Linked DNA regions of Mus musculus: all the other regions are linked to region 2. Evidence: chromatin contacts called from public HiChIP or PLAC-seq, Micro-C and promoter capture Hi-C data. All regions are on one chromosome and are shown on one strand. Each heading gives the region's core, a stretch centred on a gene start, on an enhancer-like site or on the middle of the called end of the contact. The rest is flanking DNA. Distances are from core to core; before and after follow the strand shown.

Region 1 (2,700 bases), core at 75-2,574, 340 kb after region 2:
AGTGCTGGGATTAAAGGTGTGACCCACCACCACCTGTCCTAAACCTCCTTTTTAATAAAATAAAACCCAAAGATTTATATGTAGGTTTTGCTCGCATATGTCTGTGCACATGTGCAAGCCTAGTGCCCCCAAAGGCCAGAAGAGGGAGGAGTCTGACTCCTTGAGCCACCATGTGGGTGCTAGGAATTAAACCACGATCCTCTGTAAGATAAGCCAGTCCTCGTAACCACGGAGCTCTCTCTCCAGTCCCCTTTCATTTTAGTCTATGTAACTATTTTGAGACAAGTTCTCATAGCCCAAGCTGGCCTTGAACTTGCTATGTAGCCCCAGGCTGGTCTCTAACGCAATGATTCTCCTACTTCAGTCTCAGGAGTGCTGGGATTGCAAAGGAACATCACCATACCCAGCATTTCTCTCACTCTCTCTTTTAACGTGCTGGGAAGAAAGGGGTATGACAGAAGACAGCTCACTGACCTTGCATCTCCTGAGCCAGTTGGGACCCGCGCCATTTTTCACTAGCCACAATATGTCCTAGTGGCACGTGGACCGGACCGGTCCCATCAGGCGGGTTCCTTTCCATCCGTGGTTTTGGTCTAAATGAGGAAAATGCAAGGTCTCACTAGAGCAGGCGCTGTTGCACACAGTTCTACACGAAGTCGGGACCTCTTTGACAGGATCTGTAGAGTGGATTTTCAGGCACTGAGCTACTTCAACCGAAGTCTGAATTCAAGAGATTATTTATTTTCAAAATAAGACTGGGTCTTCTTATCACGCTTGGCTCTGTACTGATAGTTGACTCCAGCTGGACTTGAACTCAGCAGCCCAAGTGCTAAAATGACAGCCGGGCGCCACTACCCCGAGCTAAACCCGGGAGATTTCTGTTTGAGTGACTCCGTCCCTCTTTGTAAGCACCTCCCTTAGCTCTGGTGTCCTAACAGGACGCTTACGGTGGCTCTTCCATTCGGTCCCTGTCCTTCTATTCGGTTCCTGTCCAGGGCTACAAAGGCAGGGAAGCTCACTGCGCCGGGGTCTAGAATCTCCGTGGACCTCACCTGAGGCCCTGCCACTTCCGGGTTCCCACAGCCCGGGAGCCCTCTTTAAAATTCTGACCGCCCTGGCCAGCGTTTTATTGGGTGATAGGTAAAAGATGGGCGTCTACTATAGCCAATAATCGAACGGAAGTCTCAGCTTGCTTCCTCTCTGGCTGGAATTTGAATGACGCCTTGCTGGGTTGTCAAGAGCAACGGGTGGCAGTAAAATTGACTCTGATAGGCTGAGACTCAAAACAGAGCCAATGTGAGACATGCTTGTTGTAAAGTCGGGGGTCCGCGGGAGCTAGGCTGTGGGGAGCTGTGCAGGCTGCGGGGTCTACCTTCCAGCTAGTCCAGCGCCTGGCGGCTCAACCCGCAGCCCTCAGCTCTCAGCCAGGATGCTCCTCAGCTTCCGCAGGAACCGCCGGAGCCAGTTCGTGAGTAGTTCCAGGCCTTCGAGTGCGGTTAAAAAAAAAAAAGATTTATTTATATGAGTGATCTATCTGCATGTATGCCTGCATAGCAAGAGAAGGTGTCAGATCCCATTACAGATGGTTGTGAGACAACATGTGGTTGCTGGCAATTGAACTCAGGACCTCTGGAAGAGCAGACCATGCTCTTAACCACTGAGCCATCTCTCCTGCCTTCATGTGCAGGTTTTAAAGACTGAGATAGGAGCGAGGCGGGATCGCTATCAGGGAGCATTAAATTCCAGAAACCCAGACTAAATGTTCCAAAGAACCCTTCATGTCCAGAGCCTGCCACAGACAGGAATCTTGGCCTCCCTGTCAGGATTCTCCTCTTAGCCGGGAGTTCACTCCTGTCTTGGAGAAAACTTCCCCCATGAGTTGATTCCTTTCCTATTTAGGGTATATTAGCCCAGCTCACTTAGTTAATCCTCTCTGGAAAAGCCCTCCCACAGACACCCAAAGGTGTGCTTCATTACACGGTAGGTATAGATTAGCCCAGTTCAGTTGACAATTGAAATCGGTCAGGAAAGCTGCCGTGAGCAGGGAGGTGTGAATGAATCGGATAGCCATGATGGTGTGCCCCAGTGAGTGCCCTTGCCTCACCAATGGGGATTGGGAACAGCGGCAGGTGTGTGTGTAAAGACTCTTGTGGGGCCGGATCCCTAGAGTGACCTCAGTTTGGGAGGTGATGGTGGCCCAGGAGCAAGGTGATCTTCTCCCGGTGACCTGCCTTGGGTTTCATTTGTGCAGAACCACATCATCCATGGCTTCCTCCCCGCAGCCAGCATCGCTCCGAAGCCAGCGGTGCCACGCACACCCCCTCCTCGGAGCCCCAACCCTTCTCCAGAGAGGCCCAGGTAAGTCCCAAGATGAGCAGCACCGAGGGTCACGCCCGTGCTTGACCATCAAGTCCTGAATCCTGGAACTGATCACACTAGCCAAAAGGCCACAAGTAGAGGGCTAGACTATTACGCTCTGTGGTTACCTCTGCTCAGAGATGCACTAATATGGCTTCTCTGAGCATCAGTGGACTTGTCTGGGGTGTGGTACCTTCAATGGAAGATCTCAGATTTCAGGATTGGGTACAGTTGGTGCCTACTAAATATGAAGCACCAAATTTAAGTTAATCCTTCCATCCATCTTTCCTTCCTTCCTTCCTCCATTCCTTCCTTCCATCCTTCCTTCCTTCCTTCCTTCCT
Region 2 (2,700 bases), core at 86-2,585:
AGATGAACAGACCTTAGAGCGCTTTGAAGGCTAGAAATGTGGCTCAGAGGTAGAGGGGCTTGCCTACCATACTCTGAATTCTTCTATGTACAATTTCTCAATAGAGAAAGACCTTATGGTGCTTTGTTTCAAATTCCCTCTGTGAGACAGGTCTGCACTCAATGATAATATATTCAAATAAGGATTCAAGTGGGTGGAAACTCAAGAGACACAACACCCAGCTGTTGTGCAACCCACAAAGGTTAAAACCTTTCTAAATTTGATACATCTTATGATGCAGTTTACAAAGAAACAAACAAAAAAGCAAGAAGGAGCAGAGCAAAACAAAGCATGCCAACCTTCTTAAGACCAGAAATACACAAGCCCACTTGGAAAGAGAAACAATTCTCACACCCGCATGCCCAACTTCCCCACCTGGATACCTCCGCTGGCTCTTTTCCCGAGCTCCCTCCAGGCGAGCTAAGGAAAGGCTTCATGGCTTGACCTTCTGCGTCTGGTGCGCGATCATCTAGGATGTCCTCCCCCTCCCAGTGAACTGCAGGACACACGACCGCGTCCAAAAAAACAAACGAAATCTCCCTCTTGCAACGTTACGTGTGTAAAAACTCGAGTGCCTTCCCTAGATGACCACTAGGTTATTAACTCCAAATAGGACCCGGGCCATCCCCCCCAGACCGAGCCGTTTGGGAAGCCGACAGGAAGAGAGTCCTAGGTGGCTCCAAAGTAAGATTCGGTCCACCTTCTATTCTAGGAACACCCTCCATCCCTAGGGGCCAATGCGCGCCAGGCTTGTCACGCTGCACGTCGCCGAGGGGCAGGTTCTGGAGGGACCACCTGGTACTCCATCCCTTCCCCGACTGTGGTGAGGGGGCGCCCGGGGGAGCGCGGGGGTCGGCGCCAAGCGCGGCGGCGCTGGGCCGTGGCCAGGGATGAGCTCAGCCCCGCCGGGTGTTGCCCGCAGGTTGCATCAGACGCCGCTCCGGGCCCCCGCCCGCGCCGCCAAGCCGCCAGGAGCCTTCCGGGCCAACCTGCCGAATCGGGCAGGGCCGGGTCTCCTCCGGCCGGGTCGGCGCCTACGCGAGCGGCGGGCTCGGCCGCGGCCTCCTCCCCCAACCCCTCCGAGCTACAACCCGCGGCCTCCTTACCTGCGCCTCCGGCCGGCCCGCCCGCCCCCAGACGGCCTCCACTCCGAGCGGCCCCGCGCGGCGCGGCCCGACCCGACCCGACCCAGGCCTCGCAGCCCGCGAGTCGGCGAGGAGGAGCGACGGTTACGAAACCGGCAACCTCCGCCCGTTCCGCCACCGCGGCCACCGGTTTTCCCCGCCTCTTCGGGTCCGCGCGCTGCCGCCGCCGCCGTGACCAATAGAAGCGCTGCTTGGAGAACGACGCGCTCGCCTCTAGAGATGGGCAGCTCCACCAGCCAATCACAGGCCGTGTGCCGGCGAGAGGCGGGCGCGCGGCGGAACGGGCGTGGTGGGCGTGGCAGCACCGGCGCTGGCTGGAGGCGCGCTCGGTGGTTTCCCCCTTAGGCTGTCGGTGGTGGCAGGCGGTGGCCCTGAGCCTTGGGAGTGACCCATGGCAAGCAAAGTTCTATCAGAGTTACGAGGGCCTCACCTGCCTTAGGGAAAAGACATTTCCTCAGGTGGATTTTTGAGTTAGGGTGGGTTTTTTGTTTGTTTAGGCCTCACGGCCCTGAGGCATCTGCACATTTATTTTGATAAAAGCACGTTAAGGAAAAACTGTCCAGTGCTAGGGTTAGCACTTGTCAGACGCTTGACAACAGCAGACTGTGGCTGCCGAACAAATCACGATTTCCAAAGTGTGCTCACCTCCGGAGAGCAGATGATGGATATGAGGTGCTCTCTTAAAAGTGACAAGTGGTCCAGCCTGGGTCTCCCGGGAACAGTTCACAAGAGAATCAAAAAGCGGGTTTTTTTGTTGTTTTGTTTTGTTTTGTGTTGCTTTTTGTTTTTGTGTTTTGAAAAACAGGAAGCAGCGCTGGGTGGAAGGCAGAGCCTGCCCGAAAGGTTTGATTGCTTCCTCTTTAGCAATGCTTATCATTCAAAACTCTCTGGCTTTCAGAAGGGAAATGTTTCTTCATCGCCAAGGCCAGGAGAGCAGCTCTCCACATAAGACTTCGAGGAATCCCTGAGAGATGAAAATACCTGAAAAAAAAAAAGTCAACCACAGAGAATGACCCCTGATAACCCCATGCACACTTGGGGAGCTAATGTCTCAAAACCAGTCAGTATGTTTCTTTAGGTTTGGATCGCTGTGTTAAGAGCCATTTTTTTCCCAAGACTTAGCACTATGAAAGGTGAACCGTGCTTTGTTTCTCACAAAGACCACGATTTTACCCCTAATGTTTTCTAGTCATATAAAAACTATCGAAAATAAAAACATCCTTGCATGTCATATGTATATTGAGTTAGCCTCTTTTTTGCCAGCCGCTCTGCCAGCTGCATTCTGTGTTGTGTCTAGGCAAGCCTTCCACAGCCAGCAGTCAATGCCCAGGAGTCTTGAGATTTCCTCTTTAGCTGATATCCTGTAATTCTTTTCCTGATTACAAGAACGGTATGTGCTAAAGTGTGGACTAAGAGTCAGCAATGGAAGAAGACAAACACACTGTCCCTGCCCACAGGGAGCTTACTCTGAGAACTACAGAGACATGATTCAAGCCCCATTTTCATAGACACTTAA
Region 3 (2,700 bases), core at 129-2,628, 400 kb before region 2:
TTTCACTAAATCGCTTCTTCGTGAAGTCGCTTCTTTTGCTAAGCTGTTATCTTAACCATAAAAGGTAAACAGAAGGCGCCTCTCCAGTTCCCTTCAGCTCTTACGCCCAGGGCGCTTGCCCGAGGCAGCAGTGCCAGGGGCCTGCAGGACTGTCCAGGGGTGGAACGGGAGGGACGCAGCGGGCCACCTGGTGCGCGCCAGCGGGGCCGCAAAGCCAGCCGGCCGGTGTGAACTTCGGGGCTACAGGATCCGCTGGGCCGAACCTCCGGCCCCGCGGGCGGGGTGGCCAAGGTACCCGAAGGGCCCAGCGAAGAAGGGGTGGGAGTGCGGTGGGGGGCGGAGACAAAGTTAAATCAAGAGGCAGACACTTCAAGACCACAGATGGGAAGCTCGCCTAATTAAGGACGTAAAAGCGCTTTTGTTCTCAAAGTTTATTGTTGCCGGGATTTAAAAAAAATTAATTGAAACTAATGCTGTTATTCACTCGCGCAGTTAAATTCCTTCATGCACATTTGAGACACGGAGTGAAAACTTGAAGGTTTATCTTTCTACAGTCGGGGGCTTCTCGAGGGAGGGTAGAGAGGTGCTACTGTGACGCGAGAGTGGGAGAATGAGGGTGTTCGCATCCAGATGAGGGGGTGCGTGTGGGCAGTGGAAATCTAGAGACCGCGGTCCGGTCTTGGGGCGGCGCGTTCCCCGCCCCACATCCTTCCTGAGCTTGGAACCACCACCAGTGCGTCTAGCATGAGACTCGTAGGGTGGGCGTCAGAGAACGCACATCTGTCCCGTTAGAGACTTTTTTCTTTTCTATAAATTGGGCGCCAACCCGGTCCTGTGAGCCCCGAAAGCCCAGCTGCATGGAGCCGGTTTCAGACTCAGGAAAGTCATCAGCTCTGCAGGGCACTCGAGCCCATACTGGAACCAGAGTGCGGAGGACCTGGACGCATATTCCGCACAGCAGGATGATCAGAGCCCGGCCGAGTGGGGAGGGTCCACCCGCGGCTAGGACCAGCCCACGTGGGCACCCCCCCGCCCCGTGCGCGCCAGGCCTTTGTGCTGGGCGCCCCCACGCCGCCAGCCCCTGCGCTCAGCAGAGGGACAAAGCAGCCGCCCCCCCGCCCCCAGCCTAGGTCCCGGCCCGGGGCCGAGTGACTTTCTCGGAATTGCAGCCACTTTGGGAACCAGGGGTGTGCGGCACTGAGCGGTGGCCGCCCGTGCTGGGCTTACCTCGGAGCCGGAGCAGTGGATCGGGCACCGGCGCAGCCCCCGCCCCCCGCAGCCGCCGGTGTCGGGCGCCCGGCGCAGCCCCGTCGCCTAGCGCTCGATGCGCGCGGGTCGCTCCGGTCTCGTCCTGGAGTTACTTTCTCTCTCGCCCCCAACCCTCCCCCCACCCACCCCTCCCGCCCCGGCCCCCGCTCCGCGCGGCCCCTCGCGGCGCGCCGCGCCGGGGCCTCCCCTCCCCGCCCTCCCCTCGCCTCCTCCCTCTTCGCCGCGGCCGCCGCCGCCTCCTTTTCGCGCAGCTCTCCGGCTGCCCTCCCGCCGCTCCCACCTCTTCTCCTCCCTCTCTCTCCAGCGGCCTCCCCCGATGGCTGGAGGGGAGAAAATAGCCCCCCAAAACCAGCCGGTAGCCTGTGCGCCTCGCCGCGGCCCAGCCCGGATTGCAAAGGGCAGCGATCCGGTTCCAAATTACCCCGGCGCGGCGAGCGCGAGCGGGCGCGCGCGGGCGACTCCTGGCTCGGGGCTCGGCTGCGCCTCGGGGCAGAGGATTAGAGTCGCAATTAGCTCCGCGCGCCCGCGCCTGCCGCGCTCCGCGACAAAAAAAAAATGCACCGTTCCCCACCGCCACCACTTCCTTCCCACCTCGCGATCCCCACCCGTGGGTCCCGGAGCCCCGTGCCTGGGTGCCAGGGGGCTGGACCAGTACCCTTCCGGGAGCGCTGCGCCCGAGCCCCGCGCCCTCTGCGCCCCAGCCCCCCGCCGTCCGGCCACGCGGCGCCCGGGCCTCCTCCGGGCTCGAGGAGGGGGCGGGGGAGAGGCTGATTTTAATCATTGTCATTTCATCTGATGTAATATTTCCCCGGGCGCTTTCAGCTGGGCATAAATTTTCGACTCCCAAATAAGTAACACAGGGCACGTTTCTCACATTTCTCGACTCCTCGGTTACAAAGAGGAGAGAAGCAGCCGCCGCCGCGGCGCCCCGGGGCTGAGGGCGGGACTTGGTGTGGGGAGGGGAGAGAAACTGGGCTGCCAGGCGGCTTACCTCCCTCTCTCCCTCCCTCTCTCCCCGGGTCTCGGCCCCGGCTGCCCCTCTCCCGGGGAGCAGCGCCGGCCGTGACGTCTGCGGACACGCGGTGGCCACCGCGGGGGAGGGGAGCGCGGGGCACCCGGCCCGTCGCCTGCGGCCACTCGCGCCATTTCCTGGACGAGCGCGGCGCGATGGAGACGGCGGCGGCCAAAGGTCCCTGCGGCGCGGAGGCCTGCACCCAGAATGCCCCTAGCTGCTCCCCCGCTGCCCCTTCCTCCTCCTCCTCCTTCCCTTGCGCCCCGCCCGTCCCTCCTCCTCGACCATTTCTCGGCTCCTAGGAAACGGATCGCGGCCGGTGCGCTTTGCCCAGACTGCGCCCCCGCCTGGTTCCCGGGACTCCCGGGCCAAAGGCAGGCTTTCGGCTAGGAAGGCGGGTGCGCTTCGGCCGGGAGCAG
Region 4 (2,700 bases), core at 87-2,586, 260 kb before region 2:
TGTCTGCCTACAAAGCCGGCCCCTGCATACAGGTGAGGGTATGACTCAAGGCCCAGGGCAACTCTCTCTACAGATCCCACTAGGAGCCCCAGTAGCAGAAATTCCCAGTAGCCCCTAGGAAACCTGGACCTAAAGATATAAACAGAACGCATGTTCCCAACCCTTGGATGGGCAGGGAACTCCATAGGTAACAGCAAGATCTTCTCCCTCCACCCCCACCCCCCCCACTCCCCATCTCCCAGGAGAAAGGCAGAGGTGGCTTCTCAGGCAAAGCCATGTAGGCAGGGCTCCGGAGGACCACAATGAAGATGCAGTCACACCCCCAGCATTTATTTGAAACAGAACATTAATTCTGACTGTCATTAGAGTCCATTTCAATTTTGTAATAACATAAAAAGTTAAGAGTCTAATTTATTCATACAAATCTTGTTAGCATCCAATTTCCACATAATGTAACATATCTCTTAAAAAGCTGACAAAGCAGGAGAAATTAAAAACAGTTAAAAAAAAAAAAAGATAGTCAAGGGTTCTCACTGTCTTGGAGGCAAAGGTGAGGAGGGGGACAGAGATCAGAGTGGTTTGGAGAAAGAGCTAGATGCTTGGAGACCAGAGACGGGCAGGCTAATTCCTGACTCTTACATACCCCTCCACGTGGCCTCCCACGATATGCCAGGGGCAAGTCTGCACCAATACGCGCCACAGACAGGCCCCCTCCCCCAGTACTCCCTTCAGCAAACACATCCTAGGAAGCCTGTAACTCCCCTTAATTAGACGGCTGCAGTGTTTGCATTCGATAGCGTCGCCCTGTAATCTTGCCCATACACAGGTTTTAACTGTACATTAATCTTTCTTACACGCCACCCCCATGCTAGATCCTGTACTGGCAGCAGTTTGGGGCGGGGGGGGGGGTGTCACTTCGTTTATTCTTCAACCAAAATAGCTGCAGATGAGTGTAACTGCACGCCACCCCTCCCCCACCTCGTCCTTCCAGGTTTACCTGCTGGCTGTGGGGCTTGGAGAGAGACTCCTGTCACCTGCAAGCCACCTTCCAGCAGTGTGTTTGGTGCTTTCACAGCTGACATCAATTTTAGCAGAAAAAGGTCAGCAGCAACAAGCAATCTTCCCATCACCAGCCATGTGCTTTTGGGGTGCCTCCTCCAAACTCCCACAGGATGGGTGGGTCTGGAAGAGCTTGCCTGGGGGGGGGGTGGAGAGCACCCCGGGTGAACCTAAGAAATCTAGCAGCACTGAGGTTCCAAGGTCACTTGGAGAGCCAGGAAGGAGAAGTATAAATTACAAAGCGCTGGATGGCTGCCAGGGCCCCAGGAAGCTACATTTAGCCTGCCATTCTCCCCGCAGCAAGACGAAGCCTTAACTCTCTTCCCGGGAATTTGAATGAAATTTGTTACAGGGACATTGTGATTGAAATATCACCAATTGGCTTTACATGACAACTCTGCAATTGATGGTGAAGGCAATGGGGAGGGGTGTGTGTGTGTGTGTGTGTGTGTGTGTGTGTCTAGAAAAGGCCGGTTGCTGTAGTGTTCTCAGGCTGGCCAACGTGGAGATAAGGGTGGCCCATACAATATTTATGAAATCCAGATGAAGTCCTATGCCTTCAGTAAGCTGATATCATAACACAGATTTCAAAAAGACTCCTTGACATTTGCCCAAGATCAGATTTCCCCTGCCAGAAGCCCAGGGGGCTTTCTGCTGATGGAGGTCTATAAGCTCCCCCACCCTCCTCCTGCAATCTGCTCCTTTTAAGCCCAGGCAATTAGCACTGGGGTGGGGCCAGACGATCCAGAAAGGGGAGAAAGCAGAGTAAGTGTGCAACCGGCTCAGTGGGAAGTATTGGGAGGGGTTTTCATTGGTAAAAGATAGGTTTGCTTTTGCTGGTCAGTTGTTTGTTTGTTTGTTTGTTTGTTTGTTTGTTTTTAAGATAAGGTCTCTCAACATATCCTTAACTTGCCTGGAACTTGCTATATAAACCCGGCTGGCCAAAAACTCACAAAGATCCACCTGCCTCTGTCTCTGGAGTCTGGGATCAAAGGAGAGGAGTTTTATTGTTAAACACTTTCTGGTGTTCAGAGCAAACCAGAGGAGGGCCTTAGTGGGTGTGGCTCAGACAGTCAGAGAGAGAGAGAGAGAGAGAGAGAGAGAGAGAGAGAGAATCCATCCCAGGGATGAAAGCAAAAATGTATAACCCTGAGGCCAAAGACTTCATTCCCGCGTAGCCTCTGAGCTCTCCTCTCTCTCTTCCTCACTCTTTCTCTCTCTCCCTCCCCCTCCCTCCCTCCTTCCTTCCTTCCTTCCTTCCTTCCTTCCTTCCTTCCCCCCTTCCTTCATCCCCCTCCTCTCCTAACCCCTCTCCCTCCCCGTCCTGTTTTTTCTCTTCCAGGCTGGCATCAGACTAGCAATCCTCCTGCCTCAGCATCTCAAATGCTAGGATTGCAGGCTTGTTCCAACATACCTGATAACCTCTGATTTCTTTCAGGGAACCTTTGGAGCCATGGAGCTGTCTAAGAGGGACACCTTTCAGCCCTCCCCGGGAGACTGTCCTGAGCTCCCACAACCCTGCCTGAGCGGCTGTGTGGCTAGGAGTGGTTGTGCCCAGGAGACCATTTCCAAAGCAATCCTTCAGAACACTGGAGGCCCCTCCCCCCAGAGTTTGTCATGTGTCTGGAAGTGGCTTCTGGA

What was found. Hi-C and Micro-C count contacts between places; a contact is called where the count stands out from the background. HiChIP or PLAC-seq counts read pairs in DNA pulled down with a chosen protein or histone mark. Capture Hi-C pulls out chosen DNA fragments and counts their contacts.
Region 1: a contact with region 2 is called in a promoter capture Hi-C map of liver. The contact joins the promoter of Cep89 here to the promoter of Cebpg in region 2. A contact is called at or near these places in 2 of 39 promoter capture datasets (erythroid cells and pre-B cells), 8 of 484 Hi-C or Micro-C datasets (CD4 T cells, CD8 T cells, CD8 central memory T cells and 4 more), 1 of 115 datasets of contacts at active chromatin or transcription factors (memory CD8 T cells) and 2 of 9 other capture datasets (adipose tissue and liver).
Region 3: a contact with region 2 is called in a Micro-C map of embryonic stem cells, with 1.6 times the contacts expected there. The contact joins the promoter of Kctd15 here to the promoter of Cebpg in region 2. A contact is called at or near these places in 6 of 39 promoter capture datasets (the 3T3-L1 cell line, 3T3-L1-derived adipocytes, hippocampal neurons and 2 more), 1 of 484 Hi-C or Micro-C datasets (embryonic stem cells), 3 of 115 datasets of contacts at active chromatin or transcription factors (bone marrow-derived macrophages, embryonic midbrain and stem cell-derived neural progenitor cells) and 1 of 9 other capture datasets (adipose tissue).
Region 4: an H3K27ac HiChIP or PLAC-seq map of embryonic stem cells shows a contact between it and region 2, with 6 read pairs. The contact joins the enhancer-like site here to the promoter of Cebpg in region 2. A contact is called at or near these places in 5 of 39 promoter capture datasets (the 3T3-L1 cell line, cranial neural crest and embryonic stem cells) and 3 of 115 datasets of contacts at active chromatin or transcription factors (embryonic basal ganglia and embryonic stem cells).

What each region holds. Positions count from the first base shown.
Region 1 is chr7:35,395,739-35,398,438 of GRCm38.p6, forward strand. It overlaps Cep89 (centrosomal protein 89), which reads left to right and starts at 1,325. Exons shown (of 19, transcript NM_028120.3): 1 at 1,325-1,468; 2 at 2,252-2,358. The coding sequence starts at 1,430. It overlaps Faap24 (Fanconi anemia core complex associated protein 24), which reads right to left and starts at 1,029. Exons shown (of 4, transcript NM_178643.5): 1 at 475-1,029. The coding sequence starts at 580.
Region 2 is chr7:35,055,231-35,057,930 of GRCm38.p6, forward strand. Cebpg (CCAAT/enhancer binding protein (C/EBP), gamma) reads right to left here and starts at 1,336. Exons shown (of 2, transcript NM_009884.3): 1 at 1,146-1,336. Gm45095 (serine/arginine repetitive matrix protein 1-like) reads left to right here and starts at 253. Exons shown (of 2, transcript XM_030243153.1): 1 at 253-862; 2 at 962-2,415. The coding sequence starts at 777. The coding sequence ends at 1,529.
Region 3 is chr7:34,653,020-34,655,719 of GRCm38.p6, forward strand. Kctd15 (potassium channel tetramerisation domain containing 15) reads right to left here and starts at 1,379. Exons shown (of 7, transcript NM_001360820.1): 1 at 1,228-1,379.
Region 4 is chr7:34,797,520-34,800,219 of GRCm38.p6, forward strand. All of the region lies in intron 1 of Chst8 (carbohydrate sulfotransferase 8), which reads right to left. Among named protein-coding and RNA genes, the nearest start is that of Gm38987, 14 kb to the right of the region's middle. Within about 2 kb of position 1,337, at least 23 of the 459 cell types and tissues checked have an H3K27ac peak or open chromatin away from gene starts, as enhancers often do. A contact at or near this core is called in embryonic stem cells, where this site is marked.